Linked DNA regions of Mus musculus: region 2 is linked to region 1. A link is a contact called in public promoter capture Hi-C data. All regions are on one chromosome and are shown on one strand. Each heading gives the region's core, a stretch centred on a gene start, on an enhancer-like site or on the middle of the called end of the contact. The rest is flanking DNA. Distances are from core to core; before and after follow the strand shown. Region 1 overlaps Dlg2 (discs large MAGUK scaffold protein 2). Region 2 holds the start of Ccdc90b (coiled-coil domain containing 90B).

Region 1 (4,427 bases), core at 1,291-3,790:
AATGATTATGAGGCCGGGCATGGTGGCACATGCCTTTAATCCTAACACTTGGAAGGCAGAGGCAGGCAAATTTCTGAGTTCAAGGCCAGCCTGGTCTACAGAGTGAGTTCTAGGACAGCCAGGGCTATACAGAGAAATTCTGTCTCGAAAAAACAAAACAAAACAAAACAAAAACAAAACAAAAAACAAACAACATCAACAACAAAGATTATGAGCCACCATGTAGTTGCTGGAAATTGAACTCAGGGCCTCTGGAAGAGCAGCCAGTGCTCCTAACCTCTGAGAAATCTCTCCAGATCTTTCTCAGAATTTTTAATATAATATGCATCATATCATCTAAGCTAGGGATATGGCTAGAGAAATCTGTTTCCTAACTACAATTACTCATGGAACTTTTACTTTTGGATTAAATTATGTCTTGGCCAGGCTGATAGACACTAGGAATAGCCATAATAGACACAGATAGACTGTTTAACACAATAAGCAAGTACAGTATAAAGCTTCATTCTGGTCCTGGAATCAAAAGTAGTCAGATTCAAATACCATGAATAAATATCATTCTTCAAATAAAGAAAAATGGAAGAATTCATCATTTCTATTGATATCTTATTATTTATTGAGTTGTATGAATGCATATTATAGAAATATTCTAAGCTAGAAATTTGGGGCAAATTACTTTGTGTAGCACTACCTGGGCCCTGCTATCTTGGGGTTTGTTACATTCATTCCAAATTTACTGTGGTGATATAAATCACCACTGGGATTTTGATCAAACAAATACACATTAGAGTCCAAATTTGTCATTTCCAGTTTGTCTAACTTTGGGAAAAATGACCAGCATTTCTGAGATGTCATTAACCTATGTATTAAGAAAATATTTTGTTGTGTTATTTGACTCACTCTTTTAATCGTCTTCAACTTCATCCCATATAGTGTTTTCTGTGTGATGCTTTGAGTTATAAAGTACTTGTCTTCAAGTTTCTTACATGCTTTAGTTAGACACACAGGTATGGAGATTAACGTATATAGTATGTCATGTTATATGCAGTAAAATAGAAAAGAAGAGGCAAATCTTTCTAAGACCTTGAATTATAACCTTTTAAAATATTTATTTATTTATTTATTTATTTATTTATTTATTTATTTTAGCTCACTGGGGCTGGATAGGAGGTGAATGTGATCAGAGATTGAACTGTAGATGAGATTTGTAGAAGCTAAGGAGAAAAGGTCAAAGTTGCCATTAACTCCAATAATCATGTCAATATTCAATGGTTCTGAGAACTGAAGGTGCTTACCTGAATAGGGAAGAGAGGGGAAATGATGATAGCAAATATAGAGAGTTGGGTGAGTGCACAGCATGTGACAGAGTGAGGCAGAGGGGTGGCAAAAGCAAAGAATGACCTTTGGTGGAGACTGAACTTCATTTTGTAAGTAACAAGGGATGACTGCAAAATTTATAATGGAGAATGACATAGTCCTGCTTGCAAATTACACAATTATTCATGTGGTGTTGTAGAAAAACTGGAAAAGAGTGAGATCACAATCAAGGACATCTCATAGAAGGCAAGGTGATGAGCTCAGAGATAAAGTGGAGGCACCGAGCATGGAGACCATGAATTTGACAGTTTGTCTAGAAAATATATGATGTCTCATATACAGGACTCTGAGACATACTAAATCATGAAGGTAGAAGAAAGAAAGGTGGAGATTAAATAATGCTTTCCTTTTGACTAATTAGGTAAAGACGTATATGAAATAAATTAAAATCGTCCCCCTATGAAAGTCATTAATAGAGAATTTGTCTGGCATATGTGAAGCCTCAGATATCAAAGAGGAAGAAGATGAAAAGTCTAATAGAGAATTAACAATACAGACATCTTTTCTGTAGTGCAAGCTGGGAATATGAGTAGAGTTGCTCAAAAGGAAGAGAAATGCAGAGGACTGAGATACAGGATCCACTCTCAGCATCCAGGACTTTGTGGAGAAAGAAGGACCTACTGAGATCAGGAAGCAGCAAGTCCCATCACAGTGATTGGCTGGTAGTAATATCTCCAGTTTTTTACTGAGGCTAAGTAATTCTCCTCAAAAGGAGCCAGGTCCTGTGTACAAGAATATATCCTTCCACCAAAGATTGTGTTGGTCAAGCAGTATCTGCTTCATAAGTAACATGGTACCTAATCAATACTTTGACCATAGAAACAAACAAACAACAAAACAAACAAGCAAACAAAAACAAAAAACAAACTGAAAACAACCAAAAGTTGCACGTGACCCCAGAAGTCATGAGGTCTTCAATTTCAGCTGCTAAAAATTAGTGTTCATTTGTATTTCTAGATTTGGCATTTGTAGTAATGCCAGTGATTTGAAAAATGAAGCTGATTCTTGCCATTTTGCAGCATTAGCAATTACAGAAAACAAAACCCATTCACTTCTGTCTCTTGCCACTAGATGGCGGAAGCAGCTGAGCTGATGATTGTGCAAGCCTCTGTTCTTATGGGAAGAAGCTGACATCTATGAGGCTAAATTGAAAAGCATGTAGTTAAGAAAGACACCAGAAGGGGTTGGCAGAATTTTGCATACTTGTGATAATGCATTTTTTTTCTGTGCCCAGGCCTGGTAAGAAGAGCTGGCTGAGAGGTACATGGCCTGGAAAATATCTGTACTGAACCAGAGCACCAAAGCTCCTGGTTGGAATTCTGAGCAAATGAAACTTATCTTTACTTACGGGTTTTTTTGTTTTGTTTTGTTTTGTTTTGTTTTGTTTTGTTTTGTTTTGTTTTGTTTGTTTTGTTTTGTTTTTTTTTGTTTTGTTTTTTTTTGTTTTTTTGTTTTTTTGTTTTTTGTTTTCAAATTGGAAAGTGTCACAGCAATTTATCCTAAATATCTTAATTCTTTAGGCCAGATGTTGAAAGTAGGGGGAAAAAAATTAAGGCAAATAAGACCTACAGTTGCTTTTCACAATTCAAGAATTCTCTCTAGGGTTTAGAGAGATGGCTCATGCTTACAGCACTTGCCTGTAAACAGGAGAGCATGAATTCCATCAGCCATCAGCGTGAACCTTCCTAATTGACAGGGTCTAAAACAGTGTGAGACCCTGTCTAAGTAGAGCTTCATGGCAGTCCTGAAGTTGCCTGGCTTCCACATACATGTCAATAGAATGAAGCCCACAATGGGTTTTTTATGGCTTTTGAAAAATGGGTTAGAAGATAGTACTCAAACTTCCTATTTCTTTCATCTACATAAAAGTAATAACAATGGTTTTATAGATACACTAAATTGCTTTACTTATATGTATGTATATATCAAAGGCACACCAATTTTTAAAACAAAAATTTCTTATAATAATCTCTAATGAGTATTAATAGTGATCATTTATGCAAATATTCCTAAAGAGTTAACTCCGTTATTATTATAACTTCTCTAAAAACTAAACTCTCACTACTGCCAAGGCTTCTGTTATAATTAGAAAAAAAAATTACTAAAGCCCACAGAAGCTCTTTTGTCAATGTGAGATATCTCTTGTTGTTGCTAGTGGTGCTGGTGGCATTAATGCCTTTAAATTACCCACAATTCCTAATACATCTTCCTTTTAAACAATAAACTAGTTGTATGCTTTGAGTAAGAGTGCTGTCCACTATTTCTCCTTTCCAAAGGTCTATATAAATTATTTGAAACTAACACATTAAACAATTAATATACATCAAGATTAATTTGAGTTGAGGAAACTTTTTTTTTTCAGTTTTCTGCTAGCTAGTCCAAATAATGTACCACAGGTATAATTTAGAGAAGTAAAGGAGTTTAACATTTTCTGGGTTTCAAGAATGCCTCTGTTACTGACTAGTATGACCTATTATAAAACATACTAACATATTCCCTAAAGTATACAATAGGGCAAGACTCAATCTGTAATAAAGATTACTACATATCCAATACGAGAATTATTTCGAATAGTCCTTCACACCTAACAGGTGCCCAGTAATTTATAATTATTTTTCCATTAAATAAACACAAAAGACACATGTAAGAACAATCTAAATTTAACATTATAAATTCTGGACTAAAAATAGATGCTAGATCTTATCATTTCCCTATCTTTCTGGTCCTTGAGATAATGACATTATAGTATATTCTCATACTATAGAGATAAGCAAGTATGTACTAGCCAAGTAGTCATCTTTTCTTTGCAACTTTATGTCACTTTGGCTAGGTCAAAAAAAAAAAAGTACAGCCAGTGAATTGAGCAGTGAATTGAGGGCATACAACTGTTTTCTTTTCTTTTCTTTTTTTTTTTTTTTGAGTATTCCAAATAAGAATTTACTAAAACATAAAGAAACATACCCTTTGGAAGCTCTCAGAGATGTGAAGACACATATGCATATGTGTCATTTATGACCCTCCTTATGATTTAGGAAAATGAATACAAAGGT
Region 2 (4,427 bases), core at 984-3,483, 1.1 Mb after region 1:
TAGATGTGGTTACCACCCTCCTGAAGGACATAGATAAGCTCGTGACAGGAAAAGGTTGTGTTCTTAACTAAAGCACCAAATGTGCACATGGCATAAAGGCTTAATAAGGAGGCATTTCAACTGGGATCTGACTTTTATGAAGAAGTTGATCTAATACATTAGAAAATTTTCTCCAAGCTTCAAAAGCATTGTATGCAAAGGCCACAAATAAGAACGGGATTAATAACTTGTGCCTGCTCACTCTAACCCTCTCTTTGGGTCCTATTATCTCTGCTTACTAGAAATCCTTGAAAACATGTTTGAATCCTACTTCTCCCATCTTTTCTAAATTCTTTTATTAGTGTACATTCACTGTACACATGATGGGTTTAGTAATGGCATTCCTTTTCAAAAGTATAATGACTTTATGCTTGTTTAGTCCCCATTACCTGCTCCTGCTACTCTCCCCTTTCTCTTTCCTAATAGTCCCTCCCCTTCTATTTTATGCCTTACATATACACACCGCTAGATTGCACATATGAGGAAACACACGGGATGTTTGTATTTGTGTATCTGCCTTACTTTGCTTAATATGATACTCTCCCGTTCCCCCACTCCCACCCCAATGTCATGAATTTGATTTCCTTTTTTAAAAAATTATGTATATGAGTACACTGTAGCTGTGTTCAGACACACCAGAAAAGAGCATCGGATCCCATTACAAACGGTTGTGAGCCACCATGTGGTTTCTGGGAACTGAACTCAGGACCTCTGGAAGAGTAGTCAATGCTCTTAATGGCTGAGCCACCTCTCCTGCCCTTGATTTTCTTTATAACTAAATAAAACTCCATTGTACACATAATAATTCTTATTCATTTGTTGATGGGCACCTAGGCTTTCTCTATAGCTTGGCTATTGCAAATATGGCCAACATCCCACTCTCAGCTGGACTAGAAGATTAATTGTTTAAAAACTTACATGATACTAAGATATTACTGTTTCCTTATTCTCTACCTTCTCCTGTTTTTCTATTACAAGTTCTTGTGAAAAAATATAAAAGCAAAATTCTGGGCCTTTAGGCCCAGGCTTGGGAATGTGACTCAATGCTCCAAGGTATGCTAGTCATAAAACAGACATTCCTCTACCCACCGCTTCCTGGGTTCAAAGAGTGTTCATTCAAAGAAAGTTACCCTGACCCCCCCCCCCTGACCATTGCTGGAACCCGCTATGCAAATGTGCCATTGTTAGGGGCTCTTAGAAACTGTCTTGAGAGATAACCCGAACAATTACCAGGTATTCCTTGTGACTCTTGTGACTTTGCACTTCCTTTTGACTCTTAACTGGTATCTTTGGTATTTTCCAACAATGCCTTCCCCACTTCCTTGAGTTGTGGTTTCTTCCTTTAAATACCCCCTTACCCAGCTACTTGGGGCGCCAGGGACCTCTACCCCTGCGTGGTGTATTACTGTGGTCCCGAGAGCACTCTTGAATTAAAAGTCCTCTTGCAGTTTGCAGCAAGACCGTTTCTCATGCGTGATTTGGGGTGTCGCCTCTCCTGAGTCAGAACGTGGGGGAGTCCTCATGTTGTGGGTCTTTCACTTGGAGAGCAGAAATCCTTATAATCCCCACATAGCCTGGGAAAAAAATCCTGTACAGTAAGAACTTAAATTGTTGTTGGAATTCTTTCTTTGTTCTTCGAATTATTAATCTTTAAACCTAGCTGGCATTCAGATATTTCTGAAAATGAAATTGGAAAATATTTTAAAGTCTAGAGTGCTTCGCTTGAATACCAGGGACCCACCTGGCAGCCCAGGAGAACTGTCTCTCCTGTCTCTGTCCCTAGTACCCACGACAGAATCATTTTAATTTCCTTCTATGTGTAATCTACTAAAGTGCTTGCTGGTGGGAACCAAGTTTTGTTTTTAATGAGCTTCAGTGCTTGAAATGGTGGCTGGTGGGTAGCTGATTCCCACAAAGTTGCAATCTGGGTAAGCGACAGACTAGTTAGTACATTGCTTTCAAGGTTTTACCAGGTGGGGCAATGACTTTGGTAACTGAAGTTGGAGAATGTTAAATCATGAACAATGCCGACCCAGGAAATGGAGAATTTTCGTTTCCCTGAAGAAAAGGCCTAAAACAGTTGGTCCTCCAGTGCACCAGAGGGCCAAGCAGAGAGACGCGAAACTGCAAGTGTGTGATACGCTTTGGACTTCCACGGGCACTGGTCGATGCTACAACGCGGTCTCATCCCCACAATCCTCAGCAGCAAGGACTGCGGGTCCCATGATGCTATGCTGCTACGCTGGATTCGGTCTGGGAAGCTTGCTGCGGGACTAACTCGCCGCCCGCAAATGGGCGCCAGAAGGTTCTCCAAGACCCCGCTTTCTTAGGGCGGTAAAGGCGGGAAGAGATGGGAAAAGGGCGATGTGCTAGGGGGATAAGCTCTGAGTCGTGTTAAGTGTGGCTCTGTGAAGAGGCCTAGCTTTGTAGAAGAAAAACCTCTCAAGTAGGTGCTTTGGTGACAGACCGGAAACTACATTTCCCAGCATCCTGATGGTGAGAGGACTTCATTGTCCGAAAGCCTCAGCGAAAATCAACGCGTATTCCGCTTCCCCTTGCTGACCTGCGGGGCTCCGAGACTATGAGGAGCCGCTGGATTTGGCGGTTCCTGCGCCCTGACGGCGGCGGAATCCGCTGGACTTCAACTCCTCATGGGCGTCTGTCACCCGCCCTGCGGAGAGGTGAGACGAAGACTCGCTCAGGGAGAAGGTTCGGGCGGGTGTGCCCGCTCAGGCGTCCGCGAGAGTGACACACCCCCTGCAGGGCCCCGCCCACCCGCGCAGAGCCACCCGCGAGCTCCGGGGATGGTGGGTCTTGGGCGTTCCAGACAGGGTCTGGCTGGAGGGCTTCCTTCCTCCTAGACCCAGCCCCTGCGGACCTGCGCCTCCTCTCGGCTTGAGTTGGTGGGGGCGCGGGGCGGGGTTCCGTCTCCATTTATGAACTCTTAGGTAGTTTGCGGGTGTTCTGATTTACAAATCACATAGTAGGGTTTTGTTTTGTTTTTTAAGTGTCCTGGAACCTATGCGTTTCCAAACACTTTGTTAGTCTGTATATCCTGGAGAATATCTTACTTTACTCTGAGAACTATTTCCAAGGCTTTTTTTTATACTTGTGCTTTTCAGTTTTTCCGCCGTAAAAGGCATCCCAACCTCCACATTTCGTTCTTCCTGGATCTGTGTATGATGATAAACTGAGTTATTCAGTACCCAAAAACACTTCTCCGCCCTCCACACTTGTGTGGTTTTGTTGTTTGCCACTGTTTTGTTTTCACCCTGTTATTTAATTGTATTTGTTCCGCTGACTTTCAATCAAGGCTGCCCTTGCAAGGCTACTGTTTAGCTGCTAGAATTAGTCACATCTTTGAATCCATATTTAGGTAGTTATTATAAATACACATTCTGGTGGACTTTTCAGAAAAGGGTGGCGAGGTGGGTCCACTGGTAGAAACTTGTGCTGCACACAAGCATAACAACACAAAGTTGAACCCCCAGCCACTTCCAGGTTCAATAAAAGCTGCCCTATCAAAGACTTAGGAAGGGCATGACAGAGCAGGATACAAAGACCTCCTCTGTTCTCTCCTTAGGTATGTGTGCCCTCACACACAAAGGGGTAGCATTGTTTTGAATCTGATGAAATAATTCAAATCTCAACTTATCTGTGTACTTTTACCAAAAATATAACACCCCAGAAAAATGTTAATATTTTGGTACAATTTTCAAGTTATTCCACTTGAAGTCTGGTTACTCTTGAGGAAATCTTGTCTCCCCTTAAAATTAGTGCATGGTTTGTGTCCCTGTTCAGTGTAACAAGTATTTACTGCTTACTATAGACAAATGTCAATAGTCTAGCAAATTTGAAAGTTGGTCCTTATCCCATGGAAATACCACAGTATAGTTATTTTCAAGTAGATGGTGAGATGCAGAGGAAGCCGTGATTTGTCTACGTTTTTGTCGATGGTGCTGCAGTCTTCATTTGTTACTATCCACACTTAGCAGTACATCAGAAACACTACAGATGATTGATTCTTCTAAGTACAGATTGCCAAGCCTTATGACCAGAAGTACTGAATCAGTCCTCAGGTGGAGAGGAAGCATTTTTGTTAGTTCATTTAATTTGCCAAGATTCTCTGAAGCAACATATACATTATGCCACTAGACTATAATGTAAGAATATGTTCTTTGGAGTTGTTAGTTTGAAATGAGTTTCACTGTGTAATCTTAGCTGTCCTTGAGCTGAAGAGCGGGCTGGCCTTGAACTCACAGAGATCCACCTGTCTCCACCTCCCGAGTGTTGGGATTAAAGGCATGTACCACCACCTACTCCCTGAGAATATATGCTTTAATTCTTTGAATTTTTATAGAAAAATAACAAGCTGGTACCAGGCGAGA

The links. Promoter capture Hi-C pulls out the DNA fragments that hold promoters and counts their contacts.
Region 2: a promoter capture Hi-C map of second pharyngeal arch cranial neural crest shows a contact between it and region 1, with 7 times the contacts expected there. The contact joins the promoter of Ccdc90b here to the enhancer-like site in region 1. A contact is called at or near these places in 9 of 39 promoter capture datasets (the 3T3-L1 cell line, 3T3-L1-derived adipocytes, cranial neural crest and 4 more) and 1 of 115 datasets of contacts at active chromatin or transcription factors (astrocytes).

Annotation. Positions count from the first base shown.
Region 1 is chr7:91,454,906-91,459,332 of GRCm38.p6, forward strand. The region is part of intron 2 of Dlg2 (discs large MAGUK scaffold protein 2); the gene reads left to right. Among named protein-coding and RNA genes, the nearest start is that of Gm24552, 210 kb to the left of the region's middle. Within about 2 kb of position 2,541, at least 4 of the 459 cell types and tissues checked have an H3K27ac peak or open chromatin away from gene starts, as enhancers often do. A contact at or near this core is called in second pharyngeal arch cranial neural crest, where this site is marked.
Region 2 is chr7:92,558,916-92,563,342 of GRCm38.p6, forward strand. Ccdc90b (coiled-coil domain containing 90B) reads left to right here and starts at 2,234. Exons shown (of 9, transcript NM_025515.3): 1 at 2,234-2,720. The coding sequence starts at 2,621.